2 separate regions of the Sus scrofa genome follow, and region 2 is linked to region 1. Evidence: chromatin contacts called from public HiChIP or PLAC-seq data. All regions are on one chromosome and are shown on one strand. The core of a region is the stretch at or near the end of the contact, and the rest is flanking DNA. Distances in the headings are between cores, read along the strand shown.

The links. HiChIP or PLAC-seq counts read pairs in DNA pulled down with a chosen protein or histone mark.
Region 2: a contact with region 1 is called in an H3K27ac HiChIP or PLAC-seq map of alveolar macrophages. The contact joins two enhancer-like sites. A contact is called at or near these places in 1 of 47 Hi-C or Micro-C datasets (embryonic fibroblasts) and 1 of 2 datasets of contacts at active chromatin or transcription factors (alveolar macrophages).

What each region holds. Positions count from the first base shown.
Region 1 is chr18:25,613,373-25,617,519 of Sscrofa11.1, reverse strand. No RefSeq gene overlaps it. Among named protein-coding and RNA genes, the nearest start is that of WNT16, 18 kb to the left of the region's middle. Within about 2 kb of position 2,704, at least 2 of the 83 cell types and tissues checked have an H3K27ac peak or open chromatin away from gene starts, as enhancers often do. A contact at or near this core is called in alveolar macrophages, where this site is marked.
Region 2 is chr18:26,080,374-26,084,443 of Sscrofa11.1, reverse strand. The region is part of intron 5 of TSPAN12 (tetraspanin 12); the gene reads right to left. Among named protein-coding and RNA genes, the nearest start is that of TSPAN12, 36 kb to the right of the region's middle. Within about 2 kb of position 2,158, at least 3 of the 83 cell types and tissues checked have an H3K27ac peak or open chromatin away from gene starts, as enhancers often do. A contact at or near this core is called in alveolar macrophages, where this site is marked.

The DNA.
Region 1 (4,147 bases), core at 1,455-3,954:
TCTTAGCATTCACCACGAAATGTAATTAAAATACACTGCCTCTTGATTTCTAAGCTCAAAATGATTTAAACTGCCTGCCACTTTAGGTCCCAGTGTGGCTAACAGTTGGCTTACGCTTCAAGAACCTAACAATCATTCCAAAGGGAAATGACTGGGGCGAAGATCAAGCTAATTTAGGGGGACATTAAATAAACACTTACCTCCTTTTTTATTGTGGTGCTGATAGCTACAGCCGGTTGTTACATCAGGTGTTATTTTTAATAGATGGATTAAATTGACCATCGTAAAGGTGTTCATCCACATCCAAAGAAAAACTGCTGGAGATGGTTTGCACGCTTAAAATCAATAGAAACAAAATCATGCTAGAAAAAGCAGCCTCTCCCACTGGTTGTAAAGGGAGAAGAGTGATAAATATGGACCAAGTCCACTCAAAGTTGCATACGTGACTTCTAAATGTGCAGAACAAATGAAAGCATCTGATTCATGTGCGAGATTTGGAAGAGCAGGGAGAAGGGGGGACAGGGCTGCCTGTTGCCCTCTGTTGTGCTCTGTTCTAACCCTGAGGGCCGTTCACTTTCAAAGAGGCCAAGAAGCCTTCCTGCTGCACGTCAGTAAAAACAGCTCAAATCCACCTGGGCCTGTTTAGCCAAGAAAAAGGAAGGGTGGCCCTTGTAGCCCCTAATGACTCTTTGATAAAAGAGGAATATCACTACATTTAAGTGCCTATTTAATCACACCTCGAGCTCCTCATAAACCAAGGAAAGGTGTAAATAAACAAATTGAAAGCCAATCATTTCCCATTTGTTTCTAATACGTCAGCTACCCTTTCCTTTAAAAAAATGTTTTAAACATTTTGTCAATGGTATTGTTTTTATTTTGCCCCAGCTTTATTGAATTATACTTGTACATTTAAAGTCCCATCCATTTTAACTGCTTGATCCCCTTGGCAAACAACACATGTTCGCTCCTCACAAGGCCCTATGCCAGCAGGGCGCGAGATGGCATACGGTTCAACAGCAAAACGGGACAACGGAAGAAGCGAGCGTGACAGATACCCCTCAGCATGCCCTCTATTTCATGGATGCCGGCTGAAGATAAATTTTTGAGGAAAAAAACTCTTCCCTCTGTGAGCTTGAATGCTCTTTCTTCCCCCAAACGCGCAATTTACCATTTCTTAAGAAACTACTCTCTAAAATTTGTGGACCCTAATGTAGGAACTACAATCCCCAAATTTCAATTGCCTCAACTCCTGTCACTTCGCCCATGTCCCACACCCCCAGTGCCAGAGAATCACAGGGAGACTTCTTCAGGGTATTTCCATAATGGGATTTTTTCCCCCCAATAATAGGATTTTCACACATCCTTGCAAGGTGTTAACAGTTCCACAAGAATTGGCTTTCCACCCCGTTTCCAAGGCAAAGGTTTCAGATTTCTGTAGAAGTCAGGCGAGAGCTCAGGTCCTCTGCCAGGGGAGAAGAGAGTTATCTGGGGCAGGGGCACCCCCTTGGTCAAGGGTACGAAAGTTCAGTCCTCACGCCTAAGGAAAATCCTCACCGTCGACTCTTTGTCTTCTTCCCCGCAGGCCGACCCGTGAGAACCCCAAGCCCCTGGCTGACGGCCTTACCCACAATTGAACTTAGTCCTACCTCTACTCTTCAGCAGTTTGCTTTCAAATCTCTCAGAGCTTGGACTTGCAGGACATCTTCTTAGGAGTTCATTTCTGTTCTTATCAAATGAAGCACACAGCACTCCTTTAATCAGGTTCCCACTATGCATGGGGAATGCAGAAGCCGGTTCCCAAATCGGCCGTCTCATTCCACCAATGATGCATAAGGAGTTACCAGCCCCGTCCTGCACTTGTCCAAGGTGACATCCAAGCAGGAGCAACAGCACCTATGCTATGCGGTAGGTATGCGAGCAGGATGACACTTGAACACATAATGCGTTGTTGAAGGTGTGTTTGAAAGTCAAATGAGCACATTTCAAATAACAGACTCTTAAGAAAAAATGTTGATCCCAGAAACCAAAAAAGGGTTTCAGAGTTCCCATTCAAGATTCCTCTCTTGCCCAGGCAGCCCGGCTGGTGGGTGAGAACCTTCGCAGGCCCTCTGAGCATGAAGCACATGCCGGTGTGAACTATAATTTCGCCCGCAGTATCAGGAAACAACAGATGCTGCAGCCAGCGAGCCATCACATTACAGCCCCCGGGGAGCCCCGAGGGAACTCTGGACGGAAAGAGAATGCTACAGCCCCCTTCACAGTGACCCTGAGGAGCCTCTGGATGAGAAAACACAGGATACTGACCCCAGGTGGCCGAGGCACATGCCAAAGGACTGGTTTCCCTGAGCCCACTCTGCATCTTCCCTCCCATACATAGAAAACTGCTCAACTCCTTCACCTGAAATGTCCGGTTTTCTTTAACAATAATCTTTTGATGTTCCAACCAACTGGCTTTTTGTTACAAGACCTCCTATATATCCTGGCCCCACTCCACCCTCACCCCCTTCACTTCTTCAGAACAGTTTCTCAGTCTTATATGAGATGCTGTGTCCTGGGCCAGAAATCCTCAGAATGTCCAGTGAATAAAACGTAACTTTCAACTTTTAGGCTGTGATTTTTTTCTTTCCCCAGTCGACACTGGTGTGCGCAGGGGTCCGCCAAGTCCCAGCATCTCCTCTGATCTGGTGACTGTCCCGCCCCGCCCTGTGGCAGGAGTTGGGTGGAGTTTGGAGGACGTGTGCTCTCCCAGGCTGGGGCTTCCGCACAGGGCTCTCCTATGAGACGCCTCGACCAGCTGCTGTCGCAGGAAATAATCAGAAAACATTCCCTGCCTCTAGCTGAAGTCACGCAATTTCTTTTTTTTTTTTTTTCTTTTTGCCATTTCTTGGGCTGCTTCCGCAGCATATGGAGCTTCCCAGGCTAGGGGTCGAATTGGAGCTGTAGCCGCCGGCCTACACCAGAGCCACAGCAAAGCGGGATCCGAGCAGTGTCTGCAACCTACACCACAGCTCATGGCAACACCGGATCCTTAACCCTTAACCCGAGTCACATAATTTCATAGTCTCCCGGGGGAGGGGGGTGGGACAGAAAGGAGAACTCTATCATATGATTCTTTGAAGTGCTAGTGGCATGAAGATACACAAAAGCTTGAATTCTGCATATGAAAAGTTTAGTGCTAGTGTGAGCAGAGTGAAAAGGGAGGGAGTACACAGTCAGGGTCCTGGAGGTCAAGGCCAACCTCCGTGGAATAGCCGCATCCTGTCTCAAGACCTTACTGCCCGGGTCGTTGAATGGTTCCCTTTAGGTTTGGTGTCCTGGTCTGTCTGGGCGGCTGTAACACACCACCCACCATACACTAAGGTAGCTTATAAACAGCACTTTCTTTCCTACAGTTCTGGAGACTGGGATGTCCAAGACCAAGGTGTCAACAGATTCGGCGTCTGGAAAGGGCCCGCTCCCTGGTGCACAGATGACTCCCACGGCAGAAGGGCCCAGCCCGGAGCTCTCCAGGGTCTCTTTCTTAAGGGCCCTAATTCCATTGGTGAAGGCTGCACCATCAGGACTTAGCCACCGCCCAGAGGCCCCACCCATCTCCCCAAAGCATCACATTGGCGATTAGGTTTCAACAGGTGAATTCCGAGGGGACACAAATATTCAGACCATCACACCTGGCATGATGGGGTTGGACAGCTTCAGAGGCTGACCTAACGTTCCTCTATTGCTAACACGTAACTAGCCCCAAGAAGACACAGGCAGCAATAGTAGAAATGCAGCAGCTGCATTTCAAGAGTAGTTTGTGCCAGGCACGTTGGTGGTAGACCCCACAAACGAATGGTTCTATCCCAGTTTTACAGGGGAGGATCTTGACTTTCTCAAGGTCCTCGTGGAACCGATGGCAGAACAGAGACACATACTCAGGCAGGTCTGTGTACTCTTTGCCAGGAGGCTACGCTGTCTCATTACAGGATTCTCTCCTCTTTAATAGGATTTCAGGCCCTGCTCCTCTCTGGCAATGGAGTGAAACAGTATGGGCTGATTATATGGACCATTAGGAGCGTGTAGGTTCATAAATCAATTTCCCTTAGTAAAAGGGAGTATCTTTTACCGATTCAGGTTCAACTTGTTCTTTCCTTTTTTTTTTTTTTTT
Region 2 (4,070 bases), core at 909-3,408, 470 kb before region 1:
CAGATCTTCGTGAGCATGGAAAGAATTCTGGATTTTATTCAAAGCGAAATTCATTAGCAGGTGACATGGTCTGATATATGCTGTAAAAACATAATTCTGGCTGTTTTCTGAAAAATGACTTATAGGAAAGCAAGCGTGTGCTTAGGGAAACCAAGTAAAAGACTGCTGAACGAGGGTCGTAGCAGGGAAATGGGAAAAAGTGGACTGATTGAGGATCGTGCACCATCAAGGTTTAAATGCTGGGTTTCTCTGCTCGTAATTCTTGCCAAAAAAGGGAAGGGGAAAATAAAAGAGACAGGAATTTGAGCTGATTTTCTACTGCTTCCATGATCCATCCCTCATGATTTAAAAATACAAATTACTGATATCAGTTTTAATAGGCTTCTTTCATATGCAAAATAAAGAAAATAATAGCTATAAAATCTCTTAGACAAACATGTTTAAAAATAATAATTTGATACAAAAGATACAGTAATGGTTTCTTAAGAGGATCCCATTTTATAAGCCCCTTTATTTTCAGCACATACAGGATTCCTGATCAGCTTCAATCTACTCAGATCTCATTTCCAAGTATTACCTGACTTTGAAGATCTTGGCCTTAAAATAAGAAAAAGAGATTTTGTGAACACAGTACTCCAAGTCAGCTTTTCTCCACATTCTCCTTGGTACTTTGCTGAAGAGATGTCTCGACATGAACAATACTGCATTCACGCCTTATGTTACAAAAAGACCAAATGTTCAATAACTGTATGCTGGATAAATTTTCTTATCTTTGATAAGTCTCTAGGAGAGAGTGAGATTCTAGGGAAAAAAATTACACCATGGGATACTTTTGCCTTCTCAGATCTCTAAAGTAAATTCTTTTCAAAATTGACTTCTAGTTACAATGAAAACCAAGAAAAACCGAAAAGGTAGGATCTGTCCAAAGAGGAAACTTGGGCATGGATGTGAATTTGACGTTGCCTGGGGACCACCATGCAGATTTCTGGATGGATTTTTAAGCCTTTTACATTTCATTTCCATTTCTTGTCCCCTGACTGAAGATGTCTCTGCTGCACCAGCAGAAAGGCATAGATGTACATATACGTGAGTGCCTAAAAGTTACATACATGCAATAGCTTGTAGCTGTCCAGGCTGGTGGATTCAAAAGACAGTGTAAACTACAGGCATGGCATCAACATGACTTCCTAAAGTAAGCCTTCCAATGAACAAGCAAAACCATAACATAAGCCACTCCAGGAATGCATATGTAAAGCACGTAGATTTTAAACAATGTCTCATTACGAACTCAAAGCTAAGATGATCCATCGTGGGAGAGAAGGGGTAAACATCCATATGAGCTGGACACTCTTTCAACTGGGAAAATGCATCTTTCGGCTCTGATGGTCTCATGCGAAATTCATCCCATATAAAGCACTTCCTCTGTCTTTATTCTACTTACAGTCAGGGGCACAGATTTATTAGACCTTGAGATGGAAAATACAAGTTTCCTCAACATTACAAAATATCCTTGGAGCAAATTAAGTCTAAAAAATGTAATTCGACTAAAACTTTTTTGCAGGTGGTGCTACAGCTTCACGGTCAGCTGTCTTTGCTTTGTCGACACTATATTGGTCTCCTCCATCCTGTCTTCTGATTTCAAGGAAAATTTTAAATGTCAAATCTATCCTTAATACAAAATAGGTAGATGGGAGTTCCCGTCGTGGTGCAGTGGTTAACAAATCCGACTAGGAACCATGAGGTTGCGGGTTCGGTCCCTGCCCTTGCTCAGTGGGTTAAGGATCCGGCGTTGCCGTGAGCTGTGGTGTAGGTTGCAGATGCGGCTCAGATCCCTCGTTGCTGTGGCTCTGGTGTAGGCCGGTGGCTACAGCTCCGATTGGACCCCTAGCCTGAGAACCTCCACATGCTGCTGGAGCGGCCCAAGAAATAGCAAAAAAAAAAAAAAAAAAGACAACAAAATAGGTAGATGAATTGCATTTACGTCTACAGGTTCTCTTTTAGTGAGCTCTGAGCCCTAAATAAAGTCAGCCTCATATTTGATGCACAGAGAATGCAGGCAGTCACTGTTTAGTTTAAGGGCTGGGTCTGTCTCAGGCATCTATAAAACCTGGTGTTAATCCACAGTTTAAGTAGAACAAAACCAGCAAAGAATTAAGCAACAGCTCCCGCTGTGCTTCGTTGTGGTAGGAAGTGTACACACAGATCATATTGCACCACAAAACCGTCTGTTGTCCTCAACATGATTGAAATCTGTGCCTCTCTCGCCTGAGGTCAGCATGTGTCTCTCAAGCTCTTCCTTTGGCAGCACACGTGGTTTGTTGAGGGTCTGCACCAGCCCTTCTCCCCAGTGAGTGCTGTCTCAGAACGGCGGCAAGAGCTCTGAACCTGGAGTCAGTGGATTCAAGTTCAAATCCAGCTCTAAAACACACTCTGTGTTCTCTGGAAAGTCATTAAGCTGCCCTACCATCAGTCTGCTCATCAGCACGATGAAGCTAAAAATAGAGCCTTCTTCTCCATTATCACCAAGGTTGATTTGACACATGGGAAAGTAGTTTGGAAATTTTTTAATTTTGAATATGTAAAGCATTATGCAAATGCTATTCTGACCTGGTTTGTGAAATACAATCCAATGGGGACTTAGCCCTTCCTACTGGATATGCCCTTCACTCCCTGTAATGTGCCCCCTTGTTTTCCAGTGTCTCATCTCTTGTTCTTTACTATTCTCCTCCCCCCCCACCCCGGCCCCGAGTATCAGGGTAGCTCTGTCTCCTGTACATCAAGTCTCAGGGGCTTTGGCTTTTAATCGATTGGCTGCCTCATCCACAAGTCCCTATTCTCACTTACTTGCTAGGCCATCGGTTCTGGCTGGCAGGGATCTTGTTCTGAAACATTATTTTATCCCCAGTGCCTGAGGAGAACCTGTCACCCAGCAGGTGTTCAATAAACGTTGGTGGAAATAATGATCAGTTTACCAACTGGGAAAAAAAAAAATTTCAGATGGCCTTCAATTTCTCTAATTTGAGCTCCAAGTTTCTTGTTAACATTAGACTCCCCTGACTTCTGCTTACACATTTCCATTTTAAATACTGCCCTTCTGTTTTACTACATGTCTTTTTGGAGGGTTATACTATGATAATTCAGTGCACTTTTAAACATTAAAGACAATTTACATAGTTAAAGAAAAGGAACAATACGCAGACAGGCCCCAGCTTTCCTGAGCTACTATCAGCCAAACATTTTAAACAAATGAAGCCTGAGAAAGCATGTTTATACAAGGAAATTAGAGTGCAATTATTTGCATTACAAACTATTTTATTTGTTTAAAATGTATTCAATACAGACTTCCTTAAAACAGCTAAGTTCTTCTACTGTAATTAAACTAAAATTTGCATTTTATGAATGTTTTATCCCAAAACATATGTTCATGAAAAAACTGCACCAAGTAAGGCAAGCTGATAATAAGATATATCCTCAAGATGATGCAATTAATTAGTGATTTTTTTTTTCCCATCAACCTCTCAAGCTGAGAATAATTACCTTTCAGTTCAAAAATGAGTGTCCTCACTGGGTGAGATAACAGAAGATGAGATAAAACACTATATGTGAAATTGCTTTGTGGACTTTTTTTTTTTTTTCAGCTATTCAAATAGAAGAACATGAGCTTTAAAATAAAAAAGACTTGGCTTCAGATTCTGGCTCCTTTACACACCAGTTGGATGACCCTGGGCAAACTACTAAGCCTCAGTTTCCTCATTTGTAAAATAAGAATATTAAAATTACCTTGCAGTGTTGCACTGAGGATTCTTTTTTTTTTTTTTTCCTTTCTTTTTTCTTTTTCTTTTTATGGCTACACCTGCAGCATGCGCAAGTTCCTGGGCTAGCTCTTGAATCAGAGCTGCAGCTGCCGACCTACACCACAGCCACAGCCAGGCCAGATCCGACCCACATCCATGACCTACCCCCGGCTTGCAGAAATGCTGGATCCTTAACCCAGTGAGAAAGGCCAGGGATCAAACTCACATCCTCACAGACACTCTGTCAGGTTCCTATCCTGCTGAGCCACAAAGGGA